Regions from separate parts of the Gossypium hirsutum genome. Here region 2 is linked to region 1. The links are chromatin contacts, called in public Hi-C maps. All regions are on one chromosome and are shown on one strand. Each heading gives the region's core, a stretch centred on a gene start, on an enhancer-like site or on the middle of the called end of the contact. The rest is flanking DNA. Distances are from core to core; before and after follow the strand shown.

Region 1 (5,077 bases), core at 33-2,532:
ATCCATGGACTCCATGTGGATTGTTAACTGCCATCGGCTCCTCATCGATCGGTTTAAAGATTGAAACATAATCAACCCCCAACTTATCTTGCATAAAGTAAGCCCCTCCTGTCCCTTCCGGTGATCGAATTGGCTGGTTCCCTATATCCAACCCATCAAATGTAGAATGTATCATATCCAACATAAAAAAAGGCAATTTCACTTTGGGGTTCACAATAACTGGTTCAAACCAGAAATCTCTAACTGGTTCAACAGGCTTAGCTCGAACTTTGGCTGATTTTTGAACCATCAAATGAATCACAGCATCACTATCTTTACATAAATCATCAAGTAGTTTTTGATCATCGAGTTTTTCACCATTACAAAAGATTTCTTGTTCATCAACATCAACGAAACCTTTCCCTTGTTTAACTATCCTTTGTTTCAAATACCCAACATTTCTAAACCTATCAACATGCAATTCAAACTCTTTCCCGCAACTTGTTCTTACAGCGATGAGCAAAAGATTGGAAAGTTTTAGAACTAGGTGCAAAAAATTCCCACCTTTCAAGCCGTAGTCTTTAACAAGCGAATCGTTGCGGGCCAATTCTCTGCCTTTGAAAACAAGCCTCTGTTTCTTCACTACAAAGCCTTTACATGTCTGGATCCGAAGCTTGACGGAGGCTATCGAATCGGATTTTAAAACCCGCATCGGAATCACCGAACCGGAAACCGAAAGGTAAATCAAGATCGAGTCACCCGCTTGGTTATAGCAATAACCAGAAGAGTGAACCGCTTCTCGACGAACCGGACTCAAAGCAACATCTACAACAGACATTTCTGGTTTTTGTCGTTCTTCTTTTGTTTCAACCGAAAAACATTTGAATGAAGAAATCAACAACAAAAGTTAGGAAAAAAGAAAAAAATTATTTATTTTCCGTTCAATCTGCAGTCAAAGGGACAGAGATAAAACTTTTTAGGCAAAAAGATGAAATTTCCAAACATTTGCAAAGAGAGACAGCAGGAGAGGGATTTTTTTTTTAATGAAGAAAGGAAACAATAAGTAAAAACTATGGAAGTGGGAGATCGAACTACCGTGATTAATATAAAATAGTCGCCATCTTTGTTTTTATGTTTTTCCGAAAATGGTGGTTTCCGTTTCTGATTAGCGCGATTGTATCAGCTATTTTCTCTGCTCCAATGCAAAATAAAAATAAAAATCGTAGTCGTCCAAAGTAAAACTGAGAAAGGAGATAAAAAGGAGGAATGAGACTGGAGTGGTTGGCCTTTTATAAAGCTTTCACTCTTTGATCCAACGACTATAAGGGGCCTGTTTTTGTTATTATTATTTTAGATTTTTGTTTTAAATACGGTTAGTGTCAGTAACGGTCGTTTGGTTAAAGTTCAGAGAAGGAGCGGAGGTTGACGGTTGAGTTTACTGAAATACCCACTGAGAATCGTCTTTTTAATCTTATCTTCAATCCGATTGTATTTAATAAAGTTAATATAGGATAGGCTACACACATTTCATCATTTTCTCCTCAAATTACTATTATAATTGTATACAAGTAACTATGAATGAGAATCTATAAGTTTGGATTACAATTAATATAATTTTATAATTACCATAAACAAATTTAAATATATTCAAATTTAAATTAAACTAAAATTCATACCAAAATAATAAAAACAAAACTCCTACATGTAACATTATGAATATCTATTGTCATATACAATTTATAAATAAAGTGACTCTTATTTTTATTTTTATCAATAATTGATGCTATTGTATATGAAAATCATGTATTTAGAATACAGATTTGCGTTTAAAAATAACATACAATAAATAATAAAATGTATTATTTGAAACTAATTAATAATAACACATGATATATGTATGATATTAAAATAAAAAAATTAGATTAAATTGTAAGTAAAATAAAATTTAAACACATGAATATATCAGACTAAGATTACTAAATAAATACAATTATTTATCATGGTGTTGTCATCAATCCTAAGTTGGTGTTAAGTTAATTTGTAATATCATCTCAATCAACAACATTATTAATATATAATTGGTGGGGTAACAAAGTGTCAATAATAAAATTAAAATGTATAAAAATATTAAAATAAAACTTTAGTTAAAATTTTTTGGTAAATTTAAAATTTTGCTAATCCAATTGGCATGTGTTCAAATCTCATCATATGTATTTTTTTATTGTTTTTTCAAATAAAAGAACTAAAATACCCTCAAATAATATAATTTAAATTAAATGCAAAGTGACATTAAAGTAATTTCCCTAACCGAATTAGGATTCGATTGATGGGTAACACAACTCAATAAAGGACTTTATAAATAGTATAGACAGTGGTGGAGTCAGGGGGCTGGCAAGGGTCCAACCCCCCTAAAATGAAATTTTTTTTCATTTAGGCTATTTATAATTTATAAAATTTTAAATTAGTAATGGTAAAATTGCACTTTACACTCCCAAATAATAAAATTTTAATTTAATCTTTTAAAAATTATAAAAATGTAGACTATTAAAATAGTGAAATTACATTTTTATTATCGTAAAAATATACAATTTAGAAAACATTTTCTAACTCTGGCACTAAGTATGGATAACAAGATACAACCACAATTCTGTCATATATTGATTCTTTAAATGGAAAACATAAGTTACCTGTTTAAAAAAATAAATTATTTACTTAAATAATTCTAATTCTAATTCTATTAGTATATCTATACAAATTTAAATATTTGATTTAAAAAAATCTAAAGACACAAGGCGAAATTTTAACCCGTTTGTAGAGTAAATTTTTTTAAAATAACTATCCAAAAACAAAATCAATTACATGTTAATTATTGTGAAAATTAAACTTTCTTGATTTTATTATCCCATTCAACAAATAGTGATATTAACCAAAAACAAGTGGTTGAATTAGCATTTATATTCATATTAAATTACGTTTATTATTTTATATTATTTATCACATAAATTAATATTATAATTATATATCAATTAAAAATAAAATTTAATAATATAAATAGATGCGTTAACCTCTACTCAAGTCTAAATTGAGCAACCAATTTTAGTAGCCACGGTCTTTCATATTTACAACTATAAAACACGGTTTGTGCCCTTCTCATTTTTCAGTAAAATCGAGAATTGAAAGCTTAATCAGTATCAATGTCTAGAAACCTTTTCTTTTGCAATTTAAAATATCTAACATGGCAAGCTCCACGCCCACTTCAATTCGAGGTCGCACGTTGGATTTGCATTTGGAATTTCACGTAGCTTGGATTGTATTTGATTTGCGAAGTTATAGCTATGGGGTTATTTTATTGTTGGTTTGTATTTGAAGTACTTATTTTAGTAAACTTTGTTATATTTTAGCTACTGTTATGATTTGTATTTAAAGTATTGATGTTAGTTGGTTTGTATTGAAGTACTAATGTTGTTTTAGGGTTGATGTTAGTAAGATCTATTAGTTGTGTTTTAGCATAGCTGGATTGCATTTTAACTATTGCTATTGTTATGTTCTAGGATGATGGTTTGTATTATGTTTTAGCTTTGTGTTGGTCTTGATATGCTCTGTTTTTTTTTTTTTAAGATTTCTATAATGTTTTAGCTACTATTAAATTTTTAGCTTTTGCATGATGTCATTTTAGCTACTAGTATAATGATTTTGCTTCATCTAATCTTTGTTTTGTAAAAAAAAAAATTAATGTCAATTTGATGGATTTCATAATTTAACCAATCAAATAAATGATTGATCGGTTTCCTTAATTTTTTATAGATATTCAATTTATTTTAATTTTTACAAAAGGAAAATTTGATTAAGTCGATTTTCTAATTTTTTTGAAGCGAATCAATTGAAACTATCTATTGCACACCCTTAAGCTGCATCCAAAACTTTGGCAACTAGTGTGCCAAATAGCACCAAAAGTAGGTGTGTTTCAATTGGAAAAAGAATTGCCTTTGAATTTCATTGCATTGGAAGTAGGAATGAGTATTCGACCAAATTGAATTGAATGAAAATTTTTTGAGTTAATCGAGTTGACGAATCATATTTTATCATCTTAATTTGATTTGGAATCTTCTCGAATCGAGTCAGGTTATATGAAATTCGAATCAAACTGAATATATTTATTCTAGTTAAATTAAAAATATGACTTTGGCCATCCCTTATTTTATGTAATCTTTTTTGAAAATATTTTTAAATATGATCATACAAAGAAAATTTGAAGTAAATAAGTGAACAAATAAAAGCAACACAACATGAATTCAAGTAAACATCAACAACCCAACAATATTATAATAGAAACATAAGCAAAACTTTAAAATACAGCAAAAAACTACATCAGCCCAAACAACAAAACAAAAAATAAAAACAATACAACAAAAGTCCAATAAATTAGCTGCAATAACACAACAAATTGGTAACAATAACGCATCAGTTCAAAGACCGTTATAGATTAGCTTAAGCTTCTTCTTTTGCTTCAACCACCTTCGATAAACTTGAAACATCTAGTAAAAGTATTTAATTAGTTAAATAATAAAAAATATTTGCAAAAATAAATTAAATAAATATTTAAATTTATAAAATATTGCTAAGTATATTACCTTCTTGATCTTCGAGTATTTTGGATAAGTCTAAAAAATTTAAAAACAAAAGTGTTAGTTAAATAATGAGAATGCTTACTAATATAAATAACACAAAATTTTATTTTATGAATCAAAATTAATGTATTACCATCTTTCATGGTTTGAACGTCATTACATTAGTCTTCAAAATCGATGGAACCATTAGATTTCCAAAGTCAATCTTGTGTGCAAACCAAAACCTCGACCATGAGAGGAGTTAAAGAACTTCTAAAACTATCAAAAACACATCCGCCCGTGCTAAATGCACCTTTTGAGGAAATTGTTGAGATAGGAATAACAAGAATTTCTCAAGCCATTTGTGCAGGAATAAAGAATCTAGGATGAACCACCACCATAATAAATCAAATGAGCTTGAATTGTTTACTTCGTCTTCCTCACCCAAATACTTATCCAACTCAAATTTACTTTCCAATCCAACTTGTTTC
Region 2 (4,814 bases), core at 290-2,789, 190 kb after region 1:
TAATGATCATCGTTCTACAGCTGGGTACTTTATGTTTCTTGGTAACAACTTAGTTGCATGGAGTTCCAAGAAGCAAAGTGTTATGTCACAATCGTCTATAGAAGTTGAATTCCGAAGTGTTGCCAATACTGTGTGTGAAATAGCTTGGCTGGAATAATTGTTGACTGAGATGGGAATTCAGCTGGTTGCTCAACCTCCAGTCATTTGGTGTGATAACACTAATGCCGTTGCACACTCTAGCAATCTGATGCAACATGCTCAGATGAAGCAGGTGGAGTTAGACTTGTGTTTTGTTTGTGAAAAGGTGGCTACTGGCGAAGTTGATGTTCGCTATGTTCCGGCTACACATCAGATTTCAGATATTCTGACTAAGCCACTGTCAGCTAGTTTCTTTACTCACTTGCGGCAACAGCTTTGTGTTGCCTTTACTGATGAAATCTCTGCATGTCTATTTGTTTTAGTAGAAGGAGAGAACAAGAATGATAGTAGGATTAAGCCATGATAAGGTGGTTAGTAAAGGTGGTTAGTAAAACTAATTCAGTTAACCCGTTGCTACAGTTACCTATTCATCTTAGTTCCCTATAAATAGTGAATTCTATGTAAAAGATAGGTTTTTAATCTTATTAAATAAAAATTAAAAATACATTTCTCCTCTTTTATTTTTCAATTTTCTTCTATTATCTTTCTGTTTCTGTCTATTTATATTCATTGATGTTACTACTCAAAACCTCCATCAATGGGGATATGCTTCTTTAATACACCCCCTTTGGTTTAAGGGATCGATGGATGTAACCAGTAATAGAGTTTGAGCAATTTGACATTACCGTCGCCAAAAGAAACAAAAAAATGAAATCAATATTTATACTAGACTTAAGTTATCTAATCCAACGGTTGGAAAACCTTTAATCTAGTAAAAAAAAAAACCAAGAAGTCAAAACCTATATTATTTGGGAAGGACCAAAATCCCTCAGTATTTATCTATCCATCCGCCTCTTGAGAAGCCTGAATTAATTAAATTAAATTAAATAAAAAATGCTCACTATGAAATTGGCTTAGGCTCCACTAAAAAGAAAATGATTTTCTTAAACCCCATGATTGTCTTCACATGGATTCCAACTCAAAGTGCCTCATTCTCTCTAATTATATCTATTTTACTTTCTTTAATTTTTGTTAGGGTACCCCACATTCACCATTCCTCAACTTTTCCCCTCAATATTAGTTTGATAATCAAGTTAATTATTATTATTATAATTTCTTGTATGATGGTAGTTTTCTTTATAAAAAAAAACTATTATTTTTACATAGACATCATTAAAGATAGTTGTTTAATTGAACAAAAATATATTAATAGTGAATAAAAGGTCAAATAAATTCTTGAATTCTTTTACTTCCTCTAATTGCCTATCCAAGCAATGTCATTATCTTTTATTATTTATAAAATGTATGCTAGGGTGAGCAAGGAGCAATCAAAAACTTGGTCTCCAGTATCCACATGGGAACTGTTGGGATCCCAACAATTATGCTTTGTCTTCTCTTTTTTTAATTTCTTTAAAATAAATTAAATTACGTAGCCCACTCTCTTTCCCTATCTCACCTATACCACATGCTATTTGATATAATACAATGGGATAATATAATCTTTGGCCCCAAAACTTAGCAATTAGTTCAGTTTGGTACTTGAACTTGGCAATTAGTTCTATTTTGGTCCTTAAATTTGGATTCTGTCAAAATTTGTTGATGTCATCATTGTTCTTGGAACATGATTGGATTGGTTGGCCGGACCGATTGGATCGAGAACCGACTAGTATACTGGTCCAAATAAAATGATTGAATCAAAAACTACTCGAAATCGGTAAAAATAAAAAATTAGGACAAAAGTGAGTATTGTTGAGCCAGTTGAACCGATTGAATTGAAAATCAAAAATTGGGACGAAAGTGCGCAAATCGATCATAAAAAATAGGTTGAACCGGTTTAATCAATTTTTATTTTTAAATTTTATGAATTTTAATTATTTAACTAATTATTGTTGGTCTAACAGTTGAACCGATTGAATTGAAACCAGTTTTCTAATTAGTTTAATCATCGGTCTGATTATTAGAATACTGTATGGGACACTCCAAGATTGTATCATGTCTTTATCTGAAAATTTATATAATTCTTTTAGTTTTCAAGTGATGATGCGGCACAATCTTTGAGTGTCATGTCATCAAATATTTATATACTTGAAGTTTAAGGACCAAAATGAATTTAGATGTCAAGTTCAAATACCAAAATAGATAAAAAAATATAAATACCAAAATAGACTTAATTATCAAGTTCAAGGGCTAAAAATTATATTATCCCTAAAAGAATTTGATGTGCGAACAGTATGAGGTGTTAACCAACTACTGTACCAATTAAAAGTGATACAAAAGAAAAATCAAAATCGACATATATATATTTCTTAAAATGATAAATAAATAATTTTAAATTTCGATTAATACTCTCTTTAGAGTTTTGCGGGATGGATTTTTTATATAAAAAAAATGTCAATGAATAATGTCTAGCATTGTGTATTAAGAAAGATGCTATCTTATCTGTCCTAAATTAAAAAAAAAAACCAAATCTATTATGGTTTATGAATATTAAACCTAATTCCAACACCTTAAACATAAAACTTCCCTTTTCATGGACAAACAATTAAATTGAGTATTTTGATATTGATGGTTAAGGTGGAGATTCTAAATTTTTTTAGTATTATGATGCATAAGTTTCCAGTCCTGTTTCTGTATAAGCCATGTATGTGCTTTGTTTGGATTCTTTTCATTTCCTTAACCAATAATATATTTATTGTGTTTCATTTGGTAGTTACATGTTAGAAAAATTGTATTTTATGGAAACTTTGAGGCATATTCTCAATAAGTAAAGGTGGAGAGATGAATCATAAAATTATGGTTTTATATTTTATTCCATGAGACCTTTACAACGGTATATCATATGCTTAAAATGGTTAAGTGATTAAAGAGAATTTGATGCTCAAAGTAAACTACTTAAAAATATTTGTTGAGAAAAGTAAAAGCTTAGATATCAAATTGGTTAAATACTAAGTGTGGGATGTGTATATATATATGGGAACCCTCTTGAAAGGTGATTCAATGACTAAGCTTGGAATCTTGCTTCACATGTAGGGGAGTGCAGGTCCAAACCCAGCGAGGGTTGGGGTGCACCTGCACAACGTGGGTAATGCAAAATGTTCGGATTTGTCGAGTTCAAAATGAGCCTATGACTTAGCCCAACACGAAATTATTTTTTCCTTAGCAGACATAATTTATTTATATAAGGACATTTATCTTATTTATTTGATTCCAATCAATTTGATTTATTTTTTAATCTAATTGATTTGCTGGCTCCTTTAATGGAAGATTTTATGGATATTTCCAAAATTCCACCATACTAAATGCCTATAAAAGGCTATGAATTCTTTAGAATTTTTCCTACCCTCATACTCTCTCACACTGAATTTCTTTTGCTCTCAAAACTCTTTTTTTCTTCTCCATATTTTCCAATGTTCCGATGATAGAAAGGCAACGTCTGTTCGTTGATCGTTGCAGAGGTGCTACTGCTTTGACTATTGTGTTGTTATATCCTGGGAGACATTCAACCAACGTTTTTCCAAGTACCGTAGGAGCGGCAGAATCTGTCTTAAGGAAACTGTGTTAAATAGGCCTCAGCGTTTAGTAAATCTCTATTCTTATTTTCGATTTCAACCTTTTTGTTACGATTTTTATTGGTTTATGTATTTGACAATTGAAACATAAATTATTTCATTTATATTTTATTTTATATATAAATATTTATTTATATTTATATATTTTGTTCACTAACGTGTTTTGTTCAACAATCTTAAGACAGATTTTACCATTATTTGAAATCGTGTTTTGTCCAACGAACGAGACACCAAGGCGAAAGGAAAAAAACTATTTTAAAATATATTTTTTAAAAGTCAATAAAATCTGTTTCGGGATCTATTCCCGCCATTCAACGGATTTTATTCCAATTTTGATTTTATTTCCAAAACAAGTATTAAAATTAAAATAAAAACTGTCTCGGGATTTATTCCAGCCGTTCAACAAATTTTATTCATTTTTTATTTTATTTCCAAACGAGAAATTAAAGTTAAATAAAATCTGTTTCGGGATTTATTCCCGCCGTTCAATGAATTTTATTACATTTGATTTTGTTTCCAAAACGAGAAATTAAAATTAAATAAATCTATTTCCGGCTTTATTCTCGCCGTTTAACAATATTTGATTTGATTTTAATTTTGTTTTCAAATTAAATAAAATCTGTTTTGGGATTTATTCCCGCTATTTAACAAGATTTTATTCGATATTGGTTTGTTTACAAATGAAGACTTAATCAAATAATTCTATTTCGGGATTTATTCCCGCTGTTTAACAGACTTTATTTTGGGATTTATTCCCACCGTTCAACGGATTTTATTCCTTTTTTTTATTTTTTTTCCAAACGAGAAATTAAAATTAAATAAAATCTATTTTGAGATTTATTCCCGCCGTTCAACGGATTTTATTACATTTTGATTTTGTTGCCAAATCGAGAAATTAAAATTAAATAAAATCTGTTTTGGGATTTATTCTCGCCGTTTAACTAGATTTTATTCGATATTGATTTGTTTCCAAATGATGACTTCATCAAATAATTCTGTTTCAGGATTTATTCCACCCGTTTAACAAACTTTATTTCGGGATTTATTCCCGCCGTTTAACAGATTTTATTCATTTTTTATTTTATTTCTAAACGAGAAATTAAAGTT

What was found. A called contact is a pair of places that touch in the nucleus more often than the background predicts.
Region 2: a Hi-C map of leaf shows a contact between it and region 1, with 2.1 times the contacts expected there. The contact joins the enhancer-like site here to the promoter of LOC107950767 in region 1. A contact is called at or near these places in 2 of 34 Hi-C or Micro-C datasets (callus and leaf).

The regions. Positions count from the first base shown.
Region 1 is chrD03:34,235,151-34,240,227 of Gossypium_hirsutum_v2.1, forward strand. LOC107950767 (phosphatidylinositol 4-kinase gamma 2) reads right to left here and starts at 1,283. Exons shown (of 2, transcript XM_016885723.2): 1 at 1-1,283. The coding sequence starts at 817.
Region 2 is chrD03:34,428,437-34,433,250 of Gossypium_hirsutum_v2.1, forward strand. No RefSeq gene overlaps it. Among protein-coding and RNA genes, the nearest start is that of LOC107950773, 15 kb to the right of the region's middle. Within about 2 kb of position 1,540, at least 3 of the 9 cell types and tissues checked have an H3K27ac peak or open chromatin away from gene starts, as enhancers often do. A contact at or near this core is called in leaf, where this site is marked.